Regions from separate parts of the Rattus norvegicus genome. Here regions 2 and 3 are each linked to region 1. A link is a contact called in public Hi-C data. All regions are on one chromosome and are shown on one strand. The core of a region is the stretch at or near the end of the contact, and the rest is flanking DNA. Distances in the headings are between cores, read along the strand shown. Region 1 holds the start of Nr3c1 (nuclear receptor subfamily 3, group C, member 1). Region 2 overlaps Nr3c1 (nuclear receptor subfamily 3, group C, member 1). Region 3 has its middle 72 kb from the start of Nr3c1.

The links. Hi-C and Micro-C count contacts between places; a contact is called where the count stands out from the background.
Region 2: a Hi-C map of liver shows a contact between it and region 1, with 2.2 times the contacts expected there. The contact joins the enhancer-like site here to the promoter of Nr3c1 in region 1. A contact is called at or near these places in 3 of 12 Hi-C or Micro-C datasets (hepatocytes, liver and prefrontal cortex).
Region 3: a contact with region 1 is called in a Hi-C map of psoas muscle, with 4 times the contacts expected there. The contact joins the enhancer-like site here to the promoter of Nr3c1 in region 1. A contact is called at or near these places in 3 of 12 Hi-C or Micro-C datasets (Schwann cells, mammary epithelial cells and psoas muscle).

What each region holds. Positions count from the first base shown.
Region 1 is chr18:31,610,974-31,615,577 of GRCr8, reverse strand. It overlaps Nr3c1 (nuclear receptor subfamily 3, group C, member 1), which reads left to right and starts at 2,139. Exons shown (of 9, transcript NM_012576.3): 1 at 2,139-2,544.
Region 2 is chr18:31,518,290-31,522,893 of GRCr8, reverse strand. It overlaps Nr3c1 (nuclear receptor subfamily 3, group C, member 1), which reads left to right. Exons shown (of 9, transcript NM_012576.3): 9 at 1-111. Among named protein-coding and RNA genes, the nearest start is that of Nr3c1, 93 kb to the left of the region's middle. Within about 2 kb of position 2,508, at least 2 of the 93 cell types and tissues checked have an H3K27ac peak or open chromatin away from gene starts, as enhancers often do. A contact at or near this core is called in hepatocytes and liver, where this site is marked.
Region 3 is chr18:31,683,451-31,688,054 of GRCr8, reverse strand. No RefSeq gene overlaps it. Among named protein-coding and RNA genes, the nearest start is that of Nr3c1, 72 kb to the right of the region's middle. Within about 2 kb of position 2,099, at least 11 of the 93 cell types and tissues checked have an H3K27ac peak or open chromatin away from gene starts, as enhancers often do.

The DNA.
Region 1 (4,604 bases), core at 890-3,389:
ATAGGTCTAAGTTCGCAGTGTCCACTATGAGTCCGGTTGACTCTCTTCTCCACTAAAAAGGTTTATTTTTTGTTTGTTTGTTTTCTTTTCTTTTTTTCAACACCAAGTGGCTCAAGGGCTCTTCATGATCCCTCTCTTGAGGAGGAGGTCTACACTAGTATAGGTTTTCCTTCTTGAGGTATCAAGCTTCTATTCCTTTGCCAAGATGGCTGCCCTGGATCCCATGGAGGTAGCGACCGTGCGGCATCTCTGCCCAAGGAGCCCGCTTACAGTCACGTTCTCCCCGTGCAAAGCGGACGATACATTGGGCAGCCTTTAAGCTTTTCATCCAAGAAAGAACGACTCGGGTTTGACGCCAAAGAGCACCTTTGCCAAGATGGTGACCGTGCGGCGTCACTGCTCTTTACCAAGATGGCGGCGAGGGACTTCCGGCACGCGCTTCCCCAATCAGGGATCTCCAAGAGGTCAGGCAGAGGAGACCGCCCTTGGAGTCGAAGTGCGGCGCGAGCCGCTTCTGCCGCCCGCCGCGGGAGGGCATGAGGTGGAGTCATGGCCACCTCCGCTCTAATCAGAAGTGCCAAGCGCTGGCACCTGTGGGGGAGCAAAAGTTACTTCCTTGCACCCCAAAGCAACACCGTAACACCTTTCCCGGAGTCCCCCAAATCCTAGCCTATGGCATGAGGTAGAGGGGCACGGTCCCGGCGTCGCCCCAGCCTGCCTAACACAGAGGACACCCGAGGGGCAGGTACTGCGCGGCCGCACAGTCACCCTACGCCCCTTTCCTGTCCTAGGGGGACCGGCCATGTGTTTCTCTTGGAGACCCGGGGACTCGTATTGGGCACAGCTGGACGGAGCTAAAAGCTGACGTTTTAAAGATGCATGTTTTTGTTTTATTTGGAGGGACAGAGGGGTCCCTGGAACCCAGAAAGCTGAGCAAGGCACCGAGCCTGGAGCAGCAAATGTCAAGATTCGGGGGAGGGGCCTCCGCGGGGAGCTTGGATGCTGGCCCCGAAGGGGGTGGAAGGAGAGGTCAGGAGTTTGGGTAAGAGGAGGGCGGACTTCAGCAGCAACTTACTATTCGGTCTGCAACTTGCTTCTAGGCCTGCACACACCCCCTCCCGCCCCGCAAGGCTTCCTTAATCACAATTTTTTTTTTAAGTGCAAAGAAACCCAGCTCTCTGAGAGGGTTTTGCATTCGGCATGCAACTTCCTCCGAGTGTGAGCGCGCTGGCAGGCGGGGAGGGAGCGGTGGGGGTTGAACTTGGCAGGCGGCGCCTCCTGCTGCCGCCGCCGCCGCCGCCTCTCAGACTCGGGGAAGAGGGTGGGGGACGATCGGGGCGCGGGGGAGGGTGGGTTCTGCTTTGCAACTTCTCCCGGTTGCGAGCGAGCGCGCGCGCGGCGGCGGCGGCGGCGGCTGCAGACGGGGCCGCCCAGACGCTGCGGGGGTGGGGGACCTGGCGGCACGCGAGTCCCCCCCCGGGCTCACAGTATGTATGCGCTGACCCTCTCCTCTGCGCTCCCCTCCCCAGGCCTCCCCAGAGGGCGTGTCTGCAGTCCTGCCCCGAGAGCAAGCGGCCAGGGCTCTGCGGCACCGTTTCCGTGCCATCCTGTAGCCCCTCTGCTAGTGTGACACACTTCGCGCAACTCCGCAGTTGGCGGGCGCGGACCACCCCTGCGGCTCTGCCGGCTGGCTGTCACCCTCGGGGGCTCTGGCTGCCGACCCACGGGGCGGGCTCCCGAGCGGTTCCAAGCCTCGGAGCTGGGCGGGGGCGGGAGGGAGCCTGGGAGAAGAGAAACTAAAGAAACTCGGTTTCCCTCCCAGGCCAGGTCGGCACCCGCTGCCGCACTTTTTCTCGTTCCTTGGGTGGGGAAAGGCGAAGCCGCGCGCGCCCCAGCGAGGCGATGCCCTGAGCCGCGGGCTTGCAGGCGCCGTCGGGGCCGGGCTGGCGGGTACCGCGCGCTGGGAGAAAAGAGGGCGAGGGCCACGGGCGCCCTTGCAGTTGCCGACAGTCGCCAACAGGTTGCACCGTTCCCCGCGGCCGCCGCGCGGCCCCTCGGGCGGGGAGCGGCCGGGGGTGGAGTGGGAGCGCGTGTGTGCGAGTGTGTGCGCGCCGTGGCGCCGCCTCCGCCCGCCCCTCGCTCGGTCCCGCTCGCCTGCCGCGGCCGGGCGGCCCTTTCGCGTGTCCGCGCTCCCCCCCCTCCCCTCCGCCTCCTCCATTTTGCGAGCTCGAGTCAGTGCCTGGAGCCCGAGTCGCCGCCCGCCCGTCGGGGACGGATTCTAAGTGGGTGGAACAAGACGCCGCAGCCGGGCGGCGCGGCGCCGGGACGGGGGACGCGCGCGGGAGACGGGAGCGGCGCGGGGGCCCGGCTTGTCAGCCGGGAACGGGTGACTTTCAGCGCTAGGGGCTCTCCCCTCCCCCATGGAGAAGAGGGGGCGACTGTTGACTTCCTTCTCCGTGACACGCGCGCCTCCCGCGTCCGCACGCCGACTTGTTTATCTGGCTGCGGTGGGAGCCGCGAGCGGGCGAGCGCGCGGGTGCTGAGGTGAGCGGGGGCTGGGCGAGCGGGCGAGCGGGCGCCCGCGCTGAGGTGAGCCGGACTGGGCGCGCTCCCCTAGGGGCTCGGCAGCCGGGGCGGCCGGACTTGGCAAACTTTTGCCAGCCCGGGGTTGGGGGTGGAGGCTGGCGAGGGCAGGGTGACGGTGACGAAAGGGCCTTGGCGGTGACAGCGCTGGCGCTTCCTCTCCCCGCACCGCCATCCCTGGCCCAGCGCGCTGCCCCGCCGTGGAGCCTCGGGCGCCCGGGCGGGAGTCTGGCGTCCTTTTTGGTTTTGCTTTTGCCGCAAGCCCTCGGGTCTTCGCTGTCCTCGGAGCCGCCGAGACACCCGCTTTTCCCGGGGGGCAAGGTAGAGCGCCGTCTGGGACCGGCGGGCTCAGGGCGCGCGGCTCCGGGCTGCGGGCTTGTAGGGTGGATTGGGGCTCACAGCCTGCAGCCCAGACTTCGCCCGCCCGGCCTTATCTGCTAGAAGTGGGCGTGCCGCAGAGAACTCAACAGGTCTGGACACATTTCTCCCTTCACCTCCCACCTTTCTCCCTCCTTCTCCCCCAACCCCACCCCCGACAACTTGGGCGCTAGCTTTGGGGCATGATTTCGCGCCTGACTTTTCTGAGTGGTCCCCTTTTAGAAAGAGACCCTCCCTAGCCGCAGTTTTTGATGCAGCGATTTTTTTTTTTTTTTTTTGACAAGTGCTACTTTGACATTTGAGGTTGCAGCCTCGGTAATTGCAGCCTTACCACTTAAGACCCTGGGCAAGGTTCGTGTGACTAATGTCACAGGGTTATTTACAGTTTTAACTGGGGGATAAATGTCGCTTAAGGGAGCATCTTGTTTTATGAAGTGTTACGGTTTCGGGCTGGAAGGGGCAGTTGTCAAAAAAGCAGGTCTGAAAATTCTTTAAGGTCTATTAGATATCTTACATTTAGAGATCCTTATCAAAGGCATAGGACCGACCGGGGTTCTGAGAGAGAAGCCCTTTACAGGGAAGAATCCTAGGGTAGGTTCCACCCCTCTCCACCTTCCCTGAATTTCCCTTTCAGAGAAGGTGGTCATACTTAATGTCTTGGTACAGGAAAAGTTTACCATTGTATTGGGGATCCCAAATATATTTGTCATAGTCTTTGCCAGCCCCTCAAAACATTTTGATTATTACTAACATACTAGCAATCTGGAGGAATACAGTAAAGGTTTAAAACTACAGAGAGTATTTTTTCTGAGCGTTTTCTTGAATGGGGTTTATTTGAGTTTATATGTGATTTGACTGTCCAGTTTTTCTGTTTTCCCGGTATTTACATCTTTGGAAAGAAAAATCTTAAACTTATAGATAAAATATTTTATACTGAGTATATCAAACAATTTTTAAAAAAGAATACAATTCCATAAATCTTGGTGTTAGGAATTTTAATAAGCTTTGCTCTATTACACTATTTAAATAGGTTAAAATTATAGTGAAGAAGCCAGTACAAATTCTACTCTGTTTTTAAAGATATACATTTTAGGCTGTATATAATATCTATAATTTCTTATCTCCAAAATTTGAAGGTAGGTGATACTAGACAGGCATATTTATTTGAAAATAGAGTTTCAAAGTAAGAGCCTTTCCCTAGCTCTACAAGATAAGCAGCTCAGCACTGCTTTTTTTTTCAAAAATAAAAATGTGCATAATTCTTGGAGGAACCTTGAAAGGTTTAGAAGTGCTGGGATCGGCACAGGTGAAATTGTCAATCATAAAATGTGTAAACATTTATATTGTAGCATTTATCAAACGGTTTATGTATTGGTTTCCAGAAAGGCAATCACTCAATCGAAAGGGGCTGGAAATGTAAGGATCATGCCTTTAAAAAAAAAAAGTTAAATACTTTGACATCAACTTGAACCTTTACAATAATTGCGTATGACAAATTACAATCCCCATGGTTACCAAATGTGTATGTTTAGCGAGTGACAGGATAAACAGTCAAATTCAGTTGGTTCAATGTAACTTTGTTGTCTCTGTGCAAATGAGCTGCCTTGCAGATGGGAAACGGGGGTGGGGGTATAGCTTTATTT
Region 2 (4,604 bases), core at 1,259-3,758, 93 kb after region 1:
GTATTACCAAACCACACATTTGTACTGAATTGGCAGTAAATGTTAGTCAGCCATTTACAGCAATGCCAAATATGGATAAACATCATAATAAAAATATCTGCTTTTTCATCATGTGCCTCCCAACATGCTTTCATAGAACTCGTGCAGGACAACCACTCGTGGTTGTTTTCTCCTCATTCCACTCACAGCAGTGTTCCCACTTTAGGAAATGTCAGGTGCCGAGGTGGGCGTATAAATGCCAGTGTGTGCAGGGAGATGACGTTTATTCACAAGGAGCTTGCCCTGATGCCAGCAGCCCTAAAAGTCTTCTCGCCGTCCCCAGTGGCCGAATGCTCATGATTCCCCAGGGTACTGAGCACAGGAGAAACTGATGCCTGTAACTGCCTCAAATGTAACAGTCTGTATCCCAAAGATGGCATTATTTGTAAACACAGCAAAATTAATAGCTTAATTTAAAATCACAGTGCCCTTAGAAAGACAAGTAAGTAAACACAGCAGATACATAATACAAAAGATAAAGGCGTGAGAAGTAGTAACCACGTATCTATACACTCTTTAATAGCTTCTAAACAGTAGCTTTCTGGATCTTTCCACAGCATAGTGCTGCTACCACCATGAAAAAAGCCATTCTAACTTAAAAAGTGAATTTGCCTCACCTCATGTACTCCAACTACGGCTGCATGCCTGTTGTATAAGTGTAAGGAAGTGGCAATACTTAGGTACCTAAGACTATGAGATTGGGATGTCGGATCCACCCTCCCCAGTGTCTTAATTACAACAGATGCGCCAGCTGGGGTCCAGTGCGCTACAGTTTGTATGTGGTTTGCAGAGCCCAGAAGAGAACACCAGTGCTCTAGTGCTCTCTGCCTTACTCTCGAGACAAGGTCTGTCACCGAATCGAACTCGCTAGTTCAGTTAGACCAACTAGCTAGTGAGCTCCAGGATGTGCCTGTCTGCTCCACAGGGCTGGGCTCACAGGCAGGTGTGGCCATGTCCAGTATGATTAAGTGGATTCTGGGTATTCAAATTCAGATATCCAAGCTTGAGGAGCAAGAGTTCTCACTGAGCCATACGGTTCATCCATACCTATTCTCGCTGTGTACCATGTACCCTCAAGTATAAACCTGTTTATGTAAAGTGCCTAGTTAATCTTCACTCAATGAATAAATAAAATGAAGACACGGATGCTAGTAACTCAATTACTAAAATTACACTGGAAACCTGAGAGCTGAAGCCATTCAGTTACCAGGTATCGGATAGCAAGTCTCTGGCAGCCTCTTAGACAACTGATTTTTCTGCTGTCTACTACTTCACCGAGCACTTACTAGGTGCCAGATACCATGGTTTTTAATATATTATCTCATTTAATCTTTAGAGCCCTCAAAGTAGTATTCTTATCCTCACATATGTGAGGACGGTGTGTGGGGCTTGAAAACCTGAGTTGTCTTCCGAGGCTTACAAAGCTTGGAACTGGCTGAGTGGACGTGACACTGGGCATCTAGCTCAGGGGTTCGCATTCTCCACTTCCAGGGAAAGAGGAGTGGGGAACTTCTGAGTGCAGCCAGCTGAGCCTTGTGAGTCCTTGTCCTCTGACACGACCTCGCTTCATCCCATTTGCTACGACAGCAGTTTTTTAAATTATTCATTTGGGGATTATAGTGGTAGCCTTTCCCCCTTCCCTTCCCTTCCCTTCCTCCCTCAAACCTTCCTTGGTCCTCTTCAAACTCACGCCTCTTTTTCTCATTCACATTGTTCGTTTGTGTGTGTGTCAGGGCGGGGCCTATCTTCCTTAACCAAGTAAGCACCACCCACTCAGTTTAGACAAATGACGTGTGGATGTTTTCAGGGCTAACCATGTTGGGACGCCTGGGGAGACTGAGGGTGAAAAACTAACTCCAGAGAGTATAGAACTCTTCGGTTTTTCAGATACAAGGAATCTGTGTCACTTAGCAGCGCTCACAGCAAACCAACTAACCTCCAGGCAAAAGAAGGTAAAAGTGAGGCTGAGGAGAAAAGATGTTACCAAATGAAAACTCTGATGCAAGTCAAATCTGATCCTACTGTAACAACAGCACAACAAAATGTAGCCAAACCTTGGATATAAAAAACAAAGTAAAAACCACCTGAGGGGCTGAAAATACAGAGCCATTCTGCATCAGCTGAATGGTCTAGAGACTTTGCTCATCTTCTGAGGGGCTCCCAACAGCTTTTTTTTTTCCCCAACAGCTTTTATACCATCTCTCTGTTAAAACTTGTAAATTAATTATTTTTTTAAAAGTCTCTTGTCTATAGGACGTATCAAGCTTCCTGTTTCTTAGTTAAAATGAGATATACTTGAGTAAAGGAAACACTTAACTCTGTTTCTAGAACTCAATGAAGGAGTTCATCTAGACCCTATCAGATGCCTAGACAAGTTCTCCATTCTACCCGGCCCATTGGAGCAAGGGGGATTTACTCTGTTCATCCCATGTGTGCTCACTGGGAAGAGTAACTGTTGGAAGCTCCAGCCAATGGGACTGTCCCGGCAGCTTTTAAATGGCAGTGTCAGAAACAGAACCTTGCACAACTACAAAGGGAATCAAAAGTTCAAGTTTTAAGTTAACTGTGTTTCCTTCCCTTCTTTTATTGGGAAACGGTTTTCTTTCTCAGATTCCTCCTCAGCTTTTTGTGAGTTCATAACAAATATACACATGCCACAAGTAGCAGGAACAGTGACAAAGATGAACACACACAGCCACTAGTGCCCACCACTATGTCCTGCTGCCTGCCACTTATCACCCTAGACATGATTTTTATATTACATCATTTTGGGGGAGAGGCGGCTGTGCACTTATGGAAGTCTGGAGGACAGTGTGTGGGAGCTGATTCTCTGCTGCCACCATGTAGGTCCCAGGGATCAAACTCCAGTCGTCAGGTTTGGCAGCAAGTGCCTTTGTTGAGCCATCATACTGGTCCTGATTTTTGCTTTTAATTTGTTTCTGTTGCTCAATCCGTCCCAGACACCTGCTCCTAGATGTAAATACAGAAGAACTAAACTCGGCACTCAGACAGCGCACGTGCACACACATGTCCACAGCAGCACTGCAAGGACAGCAGCACTGCTAACGACAGCAGCACTGCAAGGACAGCAGCACTGCTAACGACAGCAGCACTGCTAACGACAGCCGAGGTAAACAAGGCTTTGATTATTTAGTACTCACTGATGATACCCACGAGGCTCTGATGGAAATACAAACGTAGGACATGGAAAACCCCAAGGTTGATAAGATTGCAAGGATTAACGAAAAACTTCATTTGAACGGGGAGGACAGTGTTCATAAAAATCAGAGGTTCACATGAGAACATGCCACAAATAGCTTCTGATCAATTTAGTGACCTGTCAGGTTGGCAAGCACGTAGCTGGTCCAACTCAAAGACCAACAAAGCATCACTAAAAAAATCCATGAATACAGTCCTGCCCTCAAGGAATTCAATATGAAGGCCAAATGACTCCCCATGTCCATGTCTGTTTGTCTATTCCAATAAGAACACTTGACCATTCAATGACCTACATGTGAATGTGCATAGTAGCAAAACAGCCAAAGTGAATGCCTTTCGGTTGATGAACAGAAAAACATATAATAGAATTATATATATGGCTATTAAAAGTAAAATACAGATGCAGTCCATAAATACACAGGAGCTCAAGAGCATGCTAAAATAATGTAGACACATAACGTAGTTTTTCTTAGGTGCCCAGAAAAGGCAAATCTGTACCACCAGACAGCTCAGCAATGGTTGCCTATGGTTAGGCATAGCATCAGGACCCAACGTATGTGAGTTGGTGAAGCTTTTAGAGGTGGCGGAGTGTTCTAAAACGTATTATGGTGATGACAGCATAGCTTGGTGAATTCAATATAATCCAAAACTGTACTTGATCAGAAACTACAGAAAACTGGGCTAAGATCCCTATGAGCACAGACGGCAAAGGGTCTAAACAAAGCTTGGCAGTACAACCTAACTTTAAAGGAGGAGGATACCATCACCAGTAGGCTAACCCACAAATGTCGTGTTATATCAACATTGAAAGCCGTCAGGACTGGCAAGATGGCTCAGGAGATAATGGTGCTTGGCACTAACCTTGACCACCTGAGTGAATCAATTCCAGCAAGCTCTCCTCTGAGCTCCACACATGCTCACAACGTCATGCACATACACACATACACAAAGAAAATAAATGTGGAAGAAAGTAATCCACGGTGGTATAAAACTAAAAGAAAAAACAATGTGGTGAAACAGATATCAAACACGTCATGAAATGCCAGATCTCCTGACTTTGTCAAAGGCGTTCAGTGAATATAAAGCCCTCAGCCTTCTGACAGGCATCGACCAAAAAGTGTGTCAGCGTCATGCTCCATGGAAAAAGAAACGCTTTCTCTTAAGGTCAGTAACAAATACACACATCTACTTTTACTACTTCCATTCAAATGTCATAGGAGGGCTTCAGACTCTTTAGTAAGATAAGAAAGAGGAAACATCTAAATCACAAAGGAAAGACAAAGTTATTTATCTGTATAATCACGATATCTTAAATGATTCTATTCAATTTCACACGGTTGAGGAGA
Region 3 (4,604 bases), core at 850-3,349, 73 kb before region 1:
ATTCTGCCATAAATGAAAACTTGGCATTAATCACAGTTCCTTGCTATTAAAACAATGCTGGAACCTGGGGAGATGCCACTGTTTGTAAAATGCTTGGCATTTGACTATAAGAACCTGAGTTCAGATCCTCATAACCCACATAAAAGCTAGGCTTAATGGCATGCTCTGTAAATCCAGAGATTTGGAGGTTGAGGAAGAGAGCTGAATTCATGAGCCTCACTAGCCAGCTAATTGAGCCAAATTAATGAGCCCTTGGTTCAGTGAGAAATACTATTTTAAGACCTATGATGGAGAGAGACAGAGGAAGACCCCTGGTAGCTGTCTCTGGCCTACACACACACACACACACACACACACACACACACACACAGACGTGTGTGTGTGTGTCTGACGTACACACGCATGCACACACATGCAGACATACATGAATGCAAAAATATACCACACACGTATGTTTTAGGATGCTGAGGTGAATCAGTGCAGTACCCACTTCTGCACACCTAAAAGAATTTCTCTGAAGCAAAAGCTCAGGGGTAAGACTTGCTGAGTCAAATGTCCTATGCTTTCTAATTTTACAAACCATTGCCAAATGGCTCTTCAAAATGGCTTGTCAATTATCCACCCACCACACTGCATTAGTGTTCCAGCCCTCCAGATCCCCATCAATCTTTGGCACTGTCAGACTTTTCAGTTTTGCCAGTCACCTCAGTGTGAAATGGCACGTTGTCACTTTAATTTGTGTGCCCTTAATGACTTGTGAGACTGATGGAACACTGTCAGATGATTTTAGCTGTTTTTTTTTTCCTATTAATTCCCTGTTGATATTTTCTGCTATTTCTGGTGTATTTATTGCTTTTTCTCATCATTCATATCTATCTGTGTAATACATTTCCCCCCAAACAGATTAAGCATTGCTAATGAAGAATGATAGTCTGCTCATTCATTAAATTAATACTCATCTTTCATTCATTAAATTAGCATCCATTGACGTCCTTATATTCGCCAGACATTGTAGAAGCAGTGGCCATATAAGGCAAGGGCTCCAGTGATGTCATTATATAAGTCTTTAGTTTTTCCACCACTTAAGTTAATAATTTCTAATGATAAATTTTAATAATGTTAGCACCTAAGGAGATTTGGTGAACAAATAAACTGCAAGCACAATTCTGAGAGACCAAGAGTTGTCTCAGACCGCCTCTGTGGGAAAGTCCTATAGCTGAGACTGTCTATATTCAAGAACAACAAGAGGGAGAGTGAATATAAGCAGCTAGCACACATGAGGAACCCATGCTCTAACATTACAAAGGCTTCCTCAATAGGAGACATGTTCTAAGACAGAAAGGTGGATGCTGATCCCCAAGTGATCAAAAAATATAGCCATATTGACACCTGGCAGCCTGTTGTACAGAATTACGTCAATAATTGCCCTAGTTTCAACCTCTCCCACCACCACCCCCCCCCCGCTTCTCAAATATTAAAAATGAAAGGTGTCTTTCTACATACACTTTCTAAAAATCCCTCATAATTATGTGTAAGATATGTGTGAAAATATTTGTGAGAACTTCCCATCTCTGCATCCGATGCTTTTTACATTAAATATATCTATACTTGTTCATCAAATGTCATGCCTAAGTCCTCTTTCCCATGCCTGCAGTTAGCCTCTCATTTCCTTCATAGCATTTACCTTACATAACCCTTCACACAGTGACAGAATGGGCTCCGGCTGATGACTGAATAGGTTGCACCATAACGCTCAGGGGTGAAAATGAAGAAATCTTTGTTTCCTGTCCCAATTCCTCTGTACAGAACAAAAGTACTGCTCTGAAGACACTCTTACCACTGTACATCTGATTTGGAAGCCTGATGGTTCTCCAATGGTAAGAGTCAGGCCATTGAAAGCAGAAAGAGACCTTCAGGTCCTCCCCACTCATCTACATCAGAATGTTGATGTTAGGCAGTATGAGTCACAGACAGCCGTCTTTTGCTCTCTGAGTATCTGCCTGATAGGTACATCCCAGGGGGGTAAACACTGTGACACTGTGACACTGTGCTAAAGCTAGAGCCTTAGCACGCTGTGTGAAGGTCTCGACTTGCCAGGACCAAGTGATTATTATTAGAAAGAGGAGCCTTGTGCACACAGAGATCTAAGACAGTGTGACACATATGTGTAGGAGCCAGAATCTGTAACAGAGAGGCCCAGGATAGTGCTCTGAGCTCTGGCTTTTATGCCTCAGTGGATGGCAATGACCGAAAGATCCAGGGGATGAGACAAAGGATCATAGAATGGGACAGAAGCCTTTAGAGGAAAGAGCTAAGATGGTGATACAAACGTGTGAGTCACTTGAAAATGGGCTAGAAATGAGGAGAGAGTGCCTGGGGCATCTTTGCAGAAAAGCTAACGTTTCGTGTGGAAAGGATGCCCTAACAAGAATGTGGGAAAGAGCAGGTTGAGGAAGAAGAGACCAGAGCAGAGAGGAGGTAAAGGGGCCGAACTGACCGCCAAGAGGACACACCAGCAGCAGCCAAAGAGGGGAGGCTCTTGGCTCTCCTACAAGATAACTGGGAAGCTTTAGAGAGAAGGGACTTAGGCTGTTCCCAGAGGAATGGGTGGAGGGGGCTACTCCAACACGGAGAGGAGGGGACAGGCAGCTGGAAACAGGGGATCAGCACTATCCAAAAACTAAAATTAAACAATGTCTCGGGGGTCAGGGAACGACATATGTCAAAACTGAGATTTTCTACACAGTAACCTGCTGAAAGGGGACATGGGAGAGGAAGCTCCGGCCAGAAGGGCCCTGAATGTTTGGCAAAGAACCTGGCTTTTCCTCTCCAACAGAAGAGTCATCTGTGGTTTCTGAGCCTAAGACTGGCTGTATAAAGCCAAGAGAGAGGTTTAGTAGCTATGGGAGAGGCCATCGTTCCCAGTAACTAGGTGGGGATGCTTCAGAAAAGCACTCAAGCTGCTATTCAGCAGCGAGGGACAAAAACACACAGAGCAGGCAGCTGTGTTACACCATCCGTGGAACTCCTGGGTGGGAAATCCTCTGAGGCGGGCGCCGCGCAGAGCTGTGAGCATCACAGTGAAAGCATCCGAGAGGAAGGGCTGGAAAACAGAAAGCAGAGCTCCCCAAGCAAAAAGCAGGCGAGCACACTTGACTCCTGCAGTTTCTTCTTGGTCTATTGCTCAGGCTGAGCCTTACCAGTCAAGAGGGGAGAAGCCAAACCATGTTTACTCTGCCCGCAAGGCCCGGGTTCATCACCTTGGGGGCATGAAGCCTGCTCAGACACCAGGAGACATTGCCTTCTCTAGGCATCTGCCCCAGGGATTCACAGCTGTAGCTTTTAGAAAGCTGTGACCCTGACTCCTCTTTCTCGCCACCTTCTGACTCTGGCAGAGAAGTAGAAGCAAGACAAAGAAGTGTGGGAGACCTTTTCAGAGATTTCGCTTAACAGGGATGTCAGTGGGGACTGGAGACATTCTGAGCACTCATAGCAGACAAAAAGATGAGAAGAGACATCATGGAGCTGACTCTTCTCTGTATACTTCTTTCCTCTCCCAAGTGACAATAATGGCAACAGTCCCTCTGTCATTTATTAGCCAACACAGTACTCACCCAATGGATAGCCCAGACCTGTCCCTATTTCTGCAATGCAAGCCTTCCGTCTAGTGGCAAAGATAAGACCTAAGTGAACAACCACTTAGGCTTTGTAATTGCATTGAGTTTTCAGTATGAAGCACAGCAGCAGGGATAAACACAGGCTCGTCCATATAGACAATCAGAGGACATCGATCCCTAAAGAATTATAAAGCTGTAGGGTGGCTTAAAAAGTCATCCAGGAAGGGCAGGGGTCACCAGGGATGTTCTTGGGGAGCAAACCACCCACGATAGCCATAGAAAAAGACTTGGGTCTTTGTTCTAAAATCAGTGGGCAGCCACAGAGCACTTCAAAGCAAGGAGTAGCTGGTGAGACCAGATGCTCTTTGAACAGCTAAACAAGCAGTATTGCTGTGAGTGTTGTCTACCAGTGAGAAGCACTTCCTCATCCTCCCATCCCTGGGGTTTGTCCATGACCTTGGCTCAGTAGTTTTCCTCGGGTCAATGGATCACTCGGCTGCTGCCAAAGGAGGAGAAAGAAGCAACCGGCAGATGTTCCCTGGAACGGTGGCCAACAGAACGCTGCTCTCAGGCGGCTGGCATGCATTTAGAAACATGGGAGTCAGATAAGGGCATCTTGGAACCGTTTGGAGGTTATTCCAGCCTACTTAAGAAAGATATGCATATCGGGGAGTGCCCAACATACTCTGTGCAGTGGAAAAAGCCAGGGAGGAAAAGCAAGAGAAATGGGGTCCAGTGCCCTGGGATCTCAGTGTGTTTACATCTCGAAGGTATGTATGCATGCACACATTTGCATGGAAGAGAAGCCCGAAAGCCAATGCAATGAAACTACTAACATCTTCTTTTTAGTTTTCTTCTTGCCTTAGTGAGTTTTCAAAAGGTTTCCCATGGCAGTTGGTGAGTTGAAAGGAAGATGGCCTCTGTTGTGGTCCTAAATGGCTGGCCCCAGATGAGTCTGTTCCTCTGAGTCTTTACATTATCAAACAC